Regions from separate parts of the Mus musculus genome. Here regions 2 and 3 are each linked to region 1. Evidence: chromatin contacts called from public HiChIP or PLAC-seq and promoter capture Hi-C data. All regions are on one chromosome and are shown on one strand. Each heading gives the region's core, a stretch centred on a gene start, on an enhancer-like site or on the middle of the called end of the contact. The rest is flanking DNA. Distances are from core to core; before and after follow the strand shown.

Region 1 (3,612 bases), core at 468-2,967:
GCGGGGGAGGGTATAGGGGACTTTTGGGATAGCATTTGAAATGTAAATGAGGAAAATAATAAAAAAATAAAAAAAATGTGTGTGTTGCTTGTAGGGGCCAGGAGAGACATCAGAGCCTCTGAGGCTGGGGGTGAAGAGGCAGTTGGGAGCTGATGGGCATTGATCTGGAAACTAAGTTTACATCCTCTAAGGCGGAAGCAAATGCCCTTAATCTGCTGAGCCGGCTCTCTCTGTCTTTGATGCGGAAGCTCATTATGCAGGTCTGGCTGGCCTGGAACTTTGTGTAGGATTAAAGGTGTGCGCCACCACATCTAACTTCTAACTCTTTCCATTTTTAAGCTGAAGAACCATGGTCTCTGTGTGATAGGATATATCTGTAATCCCAGCGTTTAAGAGGTAGAGGCAGGAGGATGATCAGGAGATCAGAGTCATCTTTGGCTATGTAGAGAGTTCCAGGCCAGCCTAGGTCACATTAGTCCTATTAAAATCTAAACCCAGAGGCTGAGTGATGGTCTATTCTGAAGGGAGGGCTGTGGAGCCACTGATCCTTCCTTATACAGTGGCAGGCAGTCTTTCCACGAGTTTGGTTGCTTTCTAGATTAAAGAAATCGCCGGGCGGTGGTGGCACACGCCTTTAATCCCAGCACTTGGGAGGCAGAGGCAGGTGGATCTCTGAGTTCGAGGCCAGCCTGGTCTACAAAGTGAGTTCCAGGACAGCCAAGACTATACAGAGAAACCCTGTCTCGAAAAAACAAAACAAAAAAAAAAAAAAAGAAATTATGTTTGTGTTCAAGTTCTACTTATGACCTGACTTTTTCTGGGGCCATCCCCCATCTTTGGATTTCATGGTTACTTAACCTCTCAGCTCTTCCATTGCTTCCTCTGAAACACTCTGATCTCTTTCTTTCCTTCAGACCTGTTGTACCTTTTAGCCTGTTGAAAATCTTTGTAGCAGAGACATCTCAGGCTCAGCCTGTTCAGGGGTGAATACATCTTCCCTAGAACATGCTCATGGATGCTTGTCCCAGGGATGCCATCTGTCAGACCCTTAGTACGCTATTCTTCTGGTCCCGTCCTAGTCTAACTTTTATTTCCTACAATTTCACTTTAACCTATAGCGCTGCTGAATTTATTTAGGCCCCATCATTCCTTGATTGGATTATTTCAAGATGCTTTTGCTCAAGTCCAACCTTGTATATGTGTAGATTTCTGTGCAACAACCCTACTTTCCAGTAAATAGACTGAACTGTTGGATTTGGTCAAATGCTTAATCCCCTCACAGACTAAACAATCCCGAAAAGCACTTGCACTTTACACAGTGTCTAGGATAAGCAAGTGCTCGAAGAGTTATTGCTCTCCTCATTACTCTATGTGTCTGTCCTTGCTGCTCCTTGTGTTCAAGGTGTTTTCTCTACCTGGAGAATCCTCCAATTTCAGTACTCTGCTTCTCGGGTTTTACTAAGCAAATCTTTCGTGCCAAAATATATGACGTGATTGATGGATTGTAACTCTGTTCTCCCTACTAGACTGTTAACTTCTTGAGAGGAAGAATTCTGAAACTTCAGAGGTTAACTGAAGCATTAAGGATAAACATCCCAGGCGGAAGGCCCCTGCCCCTCCCGGCTAGGGGGCGGGGCGAGACCTGGCTCGGGGTGGCAGCAGGGACTTTTTTCCTCGCCGTGGCGGCGGAGGAGCACTGCGTGGGGTAGCGGCAAGACGTCGTCGGAGGAAGGCTGAAAAAGCCCTAGGTGTTGCCGTTGCTAGTAGAAGTCGGACCTGTCGCCCGAGCTGTGCGTCTGCACGGGTTTCGGACGGAGCGGAGCTCGCTGCCGCGGTTGCGGAGCCTGCCCTGTGCTCGCCCCTGCCCAGGTCGCGGTGATGGAGCCGGCCACCACGCTGCCCCCAGGCCCGCGCCCGGCGCTGCCCCTCGGGGGCCCGGGCCCGCTGGGAGAGTTCCTGCCTCCCCCCGAGTGTCCGGTCTTCGAGCCGAGCTGGGAAGAGTTCGCGGACCCCTTCGCTTTCATCCACAAGATCCGGCCCATAGCCGAGCAGACTGGGATCTGTAAGGTGCGGCCGCCGCCGGTGAGTCAGCCAGCACCCCGGATCCTGCTCGCGGCTGGGGGAGGGAGCGAGGACGCGCGGCCCGGGAGGCCGGAGGCGCGGGGGCGGGGAGCGGTCGTCCCGCGGGCCCGGTCAAGTTTGGGGTGGCTCCGAGGGTCGGAGATGCGGCGGTGGGAGGAAGGCGCGGGGGCCCCCGTCCCGGGTGGGATGTGGGCCGTGAGGACCGCGGGCTCCGGCGGGGCGGCCGGAGGGGGCTAGGTCGGTGCGGCTCCGGGGGCTGGTGCGCTGCACCGCCCGGCAGCGGTGCGGGCTGGAGTGGTTGGCAGCCGCCGGGGTGGTCGCTGGGGAGTCCTCCCGAGCCCGGCTGAGACGCGGGCGCGGAGGCAGGGCTCTGGGCCCGCACGGCTCCGTGGCTGGTCCTCGCCTCCTTCTCGGGGTGCGGGGGTGTGTGATGGGTGGGGGTGGGGGACTTGCGAGTTGTCGTGTGAGGAGGAAAGTTTTCAATATGGCGGCGGGAGCCCCTGGTCCTTTGTGTGGTGGCGGCGTCGGCCCGAAGCTGCCCTCACCTGAGCGCCCCACCCTCCGGACCCGGGTCCCCCACCACCACCTGGTCCCTCGGCCTCTGGGAGTCCCCAGGGCGAGCTGGGCCAGGGGGCGGCCGGCGCTACTGGGGGAGGGGAGGAGCCGCTGGGCCGGTCTGGAGCGGCTGGTTGAGTGGTGGTGGGGGTGCAAGGGTCGGGGTGGGGGGACGACACTTTGAGGATGGTGGGGGCAGGCCAAGCGGCGGGGGCCCTGATGCTCGCAGGTCCTGGCGGACGCTCCCACACGGACTTGGGGCCGGACTGCTTTGCTCCCGGCGCGGGGGGGGGGGGGAGGCCTGGCTGGGGCTGAGGTGGAGAGGCTGTGCTTGTAGGGGAGATGTCAGACGAGCTCTTGGAGATTTCATCCTGGTCCCTAGCTTTCCCTACTCGGCCTTCCCGGCGGGGGCTCTAGCGCCTCGAGCTTGGGGGGCTCTGAGGGGTGGGGTGTCCCCAAGACGGCCCTAACGGCTGCAACGTCCGCGGAGAGCCCGGCCCACTCCTTCCCCGTCCCCGTCCCCCTCCCCGTACCCCCTCCCCCCGCAGCCGGAACTGGATGCGCTGCGACACCCCAGGTTTTTCGCCTACCTTTTGGGATGACCTGAGTCTGAGTTGGCCTAAACGACCGTTGGACCGGCCGGGTCGGTTGGAAAGGTTTAACTGCCTTGCCTACCGTTTAAGAATTTTCTATCTTTCCCTGCTCTCAAGTGAAAAAGACCCCCCCCCACGCCTTTTACCCCTTTCTCCCTTAAACTTGCTCTATGTAATGGCATTTTGATTTAGGGGATTGTGTACGTAGACGTTCTAGAAAAGATGTTTGCGAGAGATCCCTGAATAAAGCCTTATCCTTTCACTACCCCCACGAAAGAAAAATTAAAACACAGATACCATATTTTAGTTGCTCTTGGACAACTTTGAAAGCAGAAATGAAATGCCTCAGAAAATAACTGGCCAGGTCAGCTAGTATGGGGGG
Region 2 (3,612 bases), core at 653-3,152, 870 kb after region 1:
CATTATCAGTAGGTTATGGGGACAGGAGGGAGAACTGAGGTGGCCTTTATCAATTTACTCATCAGTGATCAGATCGAAATTCTGTACTTTTGATTTCAAGATCCCAAAAGGTAACAAGAGTAGGTGACAAGAACTTCAAAACGATCTCAAGGACGGTATAGGTGGCTGTGCCCTAGATGAGGCCATAGCATCTGGCTATGAGTTGAAGAAGAAATCAGAGTAAGACTAGAACTATTGTACAGTCTAAACATAAGCCGGCCTTTCACAGTTAAGGTGACAGCCATACATTTGGGATTAGCTCAAACACTGGGTATCATTCATGGGAGGTTTAATTAAGGATCGGTTTGCATCAGCCCAGCAACTAAATGCAAGTAACAAGTTAAACTTAGTAAGGTTTCTGCCCATCAGCGTTCTTTCTTTATACCGAGGGAGGCAGAGGCATGAACTGTAAAGTCAAGGAATTTGACCTAGAAACCTCAGGACAAGTTAGTTATGTGCTTCGTTCCAATAGCTTTCTTCCATTCACGGTTCCCTCTCTTAAGAGTCTGGTAATGTTATAAAACTACACCTGGCCTTTCAAAATAGTCTCTAACCTATTAAATCCCAATAGTCCCAACAGAAGGAAACTTGCCTTCAATAGTTGGTCATATTAGAGGATATAAAAACTAAATTCAAGGGAGGTTCCCCCACCACATCCACTTCTTTTCAATAAAAAGTCCTGCAGGAGTATTAACTCAAGGCTTTGAGGGTGGTTGGTCAAATATGGAAACAATCTCCCATATTTCTGAGGAAGCCTAAGTTTAAGGAGCAGTGGAAATATTCCCTTGAGCTTGGGGATTCCGAGGATCTGGAATTCCGAATCAGGTACGTTTCTTACATAAAGACCAAGGAGACTTGACCCTTTTTTCTGTTCTTTGTGAAAACAGGCCCGCTGAAAGCCCACTAAACAGGAAATTAAAAGAAAACGTCAAGCTAATAGTTTCTTCTCTAACACGTTAAAGAACATAACGGGAGGATGAGAACAAAGAATCTAAAACAAAGGAAGATCGGTTCCTGTACATAGAAATGCACAGTAATTTAATAATTGCCATTAAGTCTTTAAAAAACAAAAAACAAACGGGAAGCATGGTCGGAAAGTGAAGCGTCGTATGCATCGGATTGAGTTGATTTCTAGGAAAACGTGATGTGTCTGAACAACCAGCCAGATTTAAAACTCTGATGCTGAAACTTGTTCGATGGTGGCCGCCTCCTTAAGGGCCTTACTTCTGGCTCTTCTCTAGCTCCCTTCCCTGATCCCACTACAACAGAGCTGGTGAAGAAAACGGCAAAAAGACCTTGTCTTGGGCTCAGAGATCATCTAGATTGCGCGACACCGCCAGCACCACGTCGAACTTCATTTCTGTCCTCGGCAGAACCCCGCCACTATCTATCTATCTTTTCAAGTCTTCCCCCACCCCATCCCCGCTAAGGCTCCACCTCCCCCGACCCTTTCCTTTCAGACGCGCCACCCTTCTTCTAGGACTTTCCCAGCCACCAGCGGCACCCCCACCCCCACGTTTCCTAATCCACTCCTGACGCCCACCTCTCCGCTGGCTCAAGATCCCCAAATCCCTACGGTCAGCGGACTGTGCGGCCGGCCCTGGTCCGAACCATCCTCGTGACGGTCCCGCCTCACTCACCCTCTGTCACCTCCAGCACCTTAATCTGCTCCTCTGCAGCCGCCCGCACCTCCTGCACCGGGGACAGGATTCCGGTGAGGGTATCCACCAACGCCTCCTTCAATCCCTGTGCCACTGGACCCGGCAGCCCAGAAGCCGCACCAGCTGCCGCCGCTGCCGCCATCTTTCCTCCCCTCAGCCCGCCAGCCCCGCGGCCGGGACCCGCCACCGAATGACGGCTCCCGCGTACGGCCAATCCGCGAAGCCGCGCCTGCGCACCTAAGTACGCGGGAGCGGGCGGGGGGCGGGGATAGAGCGCAGCCTCGGGAGACAGCGCCTTCTGCTGCCGGAACCGAACCGCGATTCGCGGGCCAGGAAAGCTTTGGGCGTCTATGCACACACAGAATTCTCATAACGGTTTGTAGTCCTGAAGTCGCACGCGCTGTTAGAAAACGCGCTTGGAATAAAGGCGCGTAACCTTTGATGGCAAGGCCCTGATGGCAAGGGAGCAAGAAAGCTAATCCCGAGGGCGTGAGCACAGAAGGCCCTGCACCTTGTCTGCTGTGGATTGTAGTGGGATTGTAGATGCCCTCCCTCGCCTCGCCCATCACCGCTCTCTACCTGCATGATTCTAGGCCCAGATTTAAGATGAGTTAGGACAGAGGTCGGGCCTTAAGGAAGGGGGTCAGAATAGCATCTTTTTAAAACTAACACCCCTCCCCTCAACTAAAAACAGCAGTTATTCAGTTGGCTCCGTTTACAGTTTAGCTTTAGAGATCCTAAGATGCTGGGGAGCGGACAGGGAAAAGGAGACACGCAGAAAAACTGAAGTGAAATTGGCAGTGGGGAGTGGTTGCTTTAGAAAAATCCAGTCTTCTAGCTTTTTAGCTTAGATGAACCCAATGTCAAAAAGGGCTGTCCAGGGGAGACTACCTACAGGCGAAGGAGCATTTTTCTAGAATGATTTTTTTAAAAAAAATATTATCTACCTATTTGTCGTTATCTTGTTTTGAGACAAGGTCATATGTGGCCCAGACTAGCCTCAAACTTGCTCTGTAGCCCACACTGGCCTTGAACTCCCTTATCTTGATCTTTCTGTTTTCACCTCCCCCATTGCAGAGATTGCAGGTATGTGCCACCACACATGGCTCTAGAGTGATTCTATGAGTGTGACTACTATGAGTGAATCCTGCAAATATATAGCATTACTTAATTTTTTAAAAAGTGTTGGGGGAGGCCGGATGAAAGACACCCAAGCACCTGCCGTGGCTACCACTACGATGGATGAATGTGTGATGGGGAGATGGGAAAGATGGGGAGTGTGGTGGAGATGGAGGAGGAAACCAAGCTGAAGGGTTCATATACTGTGGAGAAAGGTGGAACTAGGGACTTGAAGGCAGTGAAGAATAGGGGGATATGAGGAGGCCATGCTGAGGTCCTGGCTCCAGCTGCCCCCAAGGGCCATGTCTGGGTTCCTGGTCCTGCTGCAGCTGGAGTTGCAGTCTGTGTCAATGTCTGGCACCTGAATTAGCATCAAAGGCAAAGTGGATGTCAGTGGTCTGGGCTGCTACCAGAGACCATGTGGATATCTGAGAGGCATGCTGCCAGAGGGAGGGGAGACATGCTAATCTGAATGGCTGCACTTGATACCGTGGGACATCTGGATCCATACTGCTTCGGGGGTCCACCTGTCTGGGTTAGAGGTCCTATGGCAACCAGGTCTGTGTTGATATCCCAGGCTGTTTTACCACCAAAGGCCATGCAGATGTCCCTGGTCAGGACTGCTGCCTGAGGCACTATTCTGAGCTGGCCCTGCCCCTCGCCTGGGCAACATAGTAGAGCTGACCCTGAGGGCAAGGGACTGGGTAAGCTAGCCCTGAGGACATGAACACAGAAGGCCCTGCACCTTGTCTGCTGTGGATTGTGGCCGGCAAGGGAGAGATGCCCTTACCCC
Region 3 (3,612 bases), core at 808-3,307, 810 kb before region 1:
AAAGTCACTCAGGGGACAGGTGTGGTGGTGCATGCTTGTAATCCTGGCACTTAGAAAAACTAAAGCAGGAGGACACCAAATTCCAGGTCAGCCTTGTTGGCAGAGTGAGACTGTCCCAGGGAAACAAACACAGTAGGGGGTGGTGGGGGTGGCAGCGCATGCCGATGATAAGTTCTTGTGCATGGCAGGCTGAGATGGGATGATTCATTTGAGTTTGAGACCAGCCTGGGCTACTGAGTGAAACCTTGTTTCAATAAGCAAATAATAAAACCACCACCACCATCACCAATAATAAAACTTCAACTAGCAGGAAGTGGACAGTATCCAAAAGGCAGTATTAGACACAAGCTGGAAGGCCCAGGGGACTGACTGTGAGCAACTAAGCACTGTCACCCTAAAATCAGGCCTCAGAGATGACAGGGAGCACAGGGAACAGACAGCAGCTGCAGTCACACATACCTTAACCAGAGTAGAGATTATGTTTCTTTGAAACTCATGGGCATTCACACCCTAGGAAAATCTCCAGGCATATGGCCTATATTCAGTTTATTCAACACCTATTATCAGTTCTCACATGCACACACAAACACACATGTGTGCATATGCACTGTACTACTTAATCCCAGTAACTCTACAGGCTAGCTATAAACATTATTTCAAATACCTGAACTCAGAGCTTATAAGATATATGCCTGGCCTGTAACATCATAACCTGACATCCTGCCTGTACTGTAGAGTGAGCTCAAGTCCACTCTGGGCAATGTACTGAGAATCTGTCTTAAATTAAAAAGCAAAACAGTGGGCTGAGGCTACAGATTAATGTCGGGGCGCTGTACAAAGCCCTGGGTTTGGACCCTACATGGTGGGGAAAAATTTTTATTAGACAGGGTTAAAAAAAATCAGAAACTCCAAGACAGAAAATATTAATTTATCCAAATACATATTTATGATATGCCAACCCATTTCTGTGTACAGTAAGGTACTCAGATGGCTGGAATACTACTTCCTGTCGTCTTTTCTCATCCATTGAGCTTTAAGATCAGTGTGAGGAAGATGTCCATCTTAAGCTCTTCTGTAATCAAAATCTAATTAAGTGAGGACATTGACTATACTGATAAGTGCATCTACATAATAAATAAGGACCCTCCATACGATGGACCGACACAGAAGTAGGAGGAGAGAATGACTCAGAGATCACAGTTCCTAAACGTGGTAGAGGAGGAAAGCTCTTCATGCCCTCCCTCAGTGGCCACCTCGGCTTTAGAGGTCTGTGCTCTCCCCACCAGACCAGACACAACTTATTGGATCTCCAGAACCGGACTTTCCCTAGAAGCTAGACAAAAATATTTCAAAATCCTACTCACTGCCCCCAATCCCCAACCCTTGAAATGGCCTTTACCTTCTATAGGGGAGGTTTTCAGTCTAGTGCAGATTTCCTGTACCCCTCCGTAGTGGGCACTGATCTGGGCCACTGCATCAGCTCCACGAAGCTCCATGAGCTTTCGCAGGTCCATTAAGGTGCAGCCAAACTCCCCTTCATGGCTCTCAGCCACTGTGTTGGCTGACACGCTTTGTCCTGGTGGATTCGTCATTTTGCCTTCTTCAGTTACCAGACTCTCAACCAGAGAAGATGTAGAGTTTCCCCTCTAACTGATCAGTGTCTCTTGCCTTCTATTCGCCGTTTCTTCCCACTTCTTTCTTCTCTGGGAGGTCAGTTAGGGGATAAATTGACAATATCTCGTGCAATAAGTTTCAGAGTAGCAACACCCGGCCTAGATCCTTGCTTCTGTATTAAGTCTACTAGTGAGAAGAGGAAGAGGTTGGGGGAACTTAGTAAAAGATGGACGTGGTGTCACGATGATTGGTGTCCTCTGGGTGGAGATGGGAATGGTTGTCCAGAGTAGGTAGGTTCCTAGTTTAGACTTCTTGTCCATATAGAAGTGTAAACAGGATAAGCATGTTACCATGGAAGCAACCTTAGCAACAATCAGCAATTACGATGGTAGGCTGGCGTCAGGAAAAAGAGGAGGGCTCCCTGGATAACGATGAGGGCTAGGCCTCTGGAATAGAGATGCAAAAAAAAGACAAAAAGGAACAATTAGAACAGCCATGAGGATCCAGGATCTGCAAGGTACTCTCGAGAAGAAGGGTTTAAATGACAGTTGGTGGCTGAACGGAACTGAGAACTGAGGCCTGAGCTCAGTATCCAGGCTCATGGGAAGCCCTGGGTAGGCCTGCTGGCTGGGAATGTAGAGGATTTATCTCAGAAACATCATCTTTAAGCCTTATTTCTTCCAAATCAAGGCACACAAAATAACTCAAGGAACTCGCATATAAAAGGTTATAACCTCTAATGCTCCTCCCCTTCATGGGCTGACTGACCTATAGGATACATTAGTCTGGCCTTACCTGTAAGATGTGAGAAGAATCAGAAAAGGAATCTAGACCCAAGGGGGCTGAAACATGGCTTGCTTGTGCACCTTCTACTCCCAACACAGACATTTACAATCCAGAAAGACAGGCTGATAAAAGGTCTCTTAGAACACTCAGCCTTCAGTGGTATGAAAATTTGGAAACCTACAGCAGTTATCTGGCACCAAATTTTGGTCTCAAGGCTAAGCCCTCGCAGAGGCTTTTCCTGGTAAGAAAAGAGTGAAACACGCTAACAGTTTATGACACAGGGTGGATTCAGTTTTTCTATAAGGGCCAGGTGGAGCTCTGGGAAGAAAGATAGTGAGTGTTCAAGTTTTTCCAGTGTAGGAGAGATAAGAGAACAGTCTGTTCAGCCCATAGACAGGTCCCAACACTGTCCTCAGGGTAAGGGAGCAACCAGAGGGGCTCATGTTAGCATAGTGACACATCAGAGAAAGGTAGGCATTTTTCCCTCAGCAAGATAGACGTTAGCTGGAGCACATACTGGCTAGGGTGTGCAGGCACAGCTAAGGGTATGTGGGGATGAGAGGGGCTGAAGGTGGCTTAGAGACTGAGCTGAGCCCTATGCTCAGCTGCAGACAAGGGCTGGCTACATGTTATATATCAGCTCCTCCGATAGGAGAGGCTCAAGTATGTAGGGCCCCATTCTGGTGAAATAACCACCCTGCAATTGGTCGATGCTGCCAGGGTCTGGCAAGGCACTCCAATTGGCTAGGTAATAAACAAATGCTTTTTTTTTTTTTTTTTTTTTTTTTTTTTTTTTTTTTTTTTGCTTCTAGAAGGTGAATACAACTCTTGAGTCATCAGAGAAGAACTTGGCTCTTTTTATCAATTTATTTTCTCCAGAAATCCCATCTGGCCAAAGCTCCTGACTGATTTCAACCAATCCTGTTTCAGGCAGGTTCCTCTGGAATGGAGGTTATCCCACTTCTGCCCCTCAGCCAGCATGTTCCATCCACCTCCCCAATACCCCGACTTACAACAAGTTAAGCAAGCAGGGAATCCTGAGAAGGTTCCCTGAGGCAGTAGGTGTAACTCCCTCATTAAGACTGGCATAGGAGCAAGACCCACACTAGCAGTCCCCTCCTATTCAAATCCCGTGGAAAGAAGACTTGAGTACAAGAAGAGGGCACACATTCACAAACTATGCTATCATAATTGCTTAATTATTCTGCTAAT

Evidence for each region. Promoter capture Hi-C pulls out the DNA fragments that hold promoters and counts their contacts. HiChIP or PLAC-seq counts read pairs in DNA pulled down with a chosen protein or histone mark.
Region 2: a contact with region 1 is called in a promoter capture Hi-C map of liver, with 2.8 times the contacts expected there. The contact joins the promoter of Ipo9 here to the promoter of Kdm5b in region 1. A contact is called at or near these places in 3 of 39 promoter capture datasets (cranial neural crest, liver and pre-B cells) and 1 of 115 datasets of contacts at active chromatin or transcription factors (pancreatic cancer cells).
Region 3: a contact with region 1 is called in a FOXA1 HiChIP or PLAC-seq map of pancreatic cancer cells. The contact joins the promoter of Atp2b4 here to the promoter of Kdm5b in region 1. A contact is called at or near these places in 1 of 39 promoter capture datasets (fetal liver) and 1 of 115 datasets of contacts at active chromatin or transcription factors (pancreatic cancer cells).

What each region holds. Positions count from the first base shown.
Region 1 is chr1:134,558,461-134,562,072 of GRCm38.p6, forward strand. Kdm5b (lysine (K)-specific demethylase 5B) reads left to right here and starts at 1,718. Exons shown (of 27, transcript NM_152895.2): 1 at 1,718-2,082. The coding sequence starts at 1,879. It also overlaps a transcript of Mgat4e not described here.
Region 2 is chr1:135,428,589-135,432,200 of GRCm38.p6, forward strand. Ipo9 (importin 9) reads right to left here and starts at 1,903. Exons shown (of 24, transcript NM_153774.1): 1 at 1,680-1,903. The coding sequence starts at 1,842.
Region 3 is chr1:133,751,690-133,755,301 of GRCm38.p6, forward strand. Atp2b4 (ATPase, Ca++ transporting, plasma membrane 4) reads right to left here and starts at 2,058. Exons shown (of 20, transcript NM_213616.4): 1 at 1,400-2,058. The coding sequence starts at 1,592.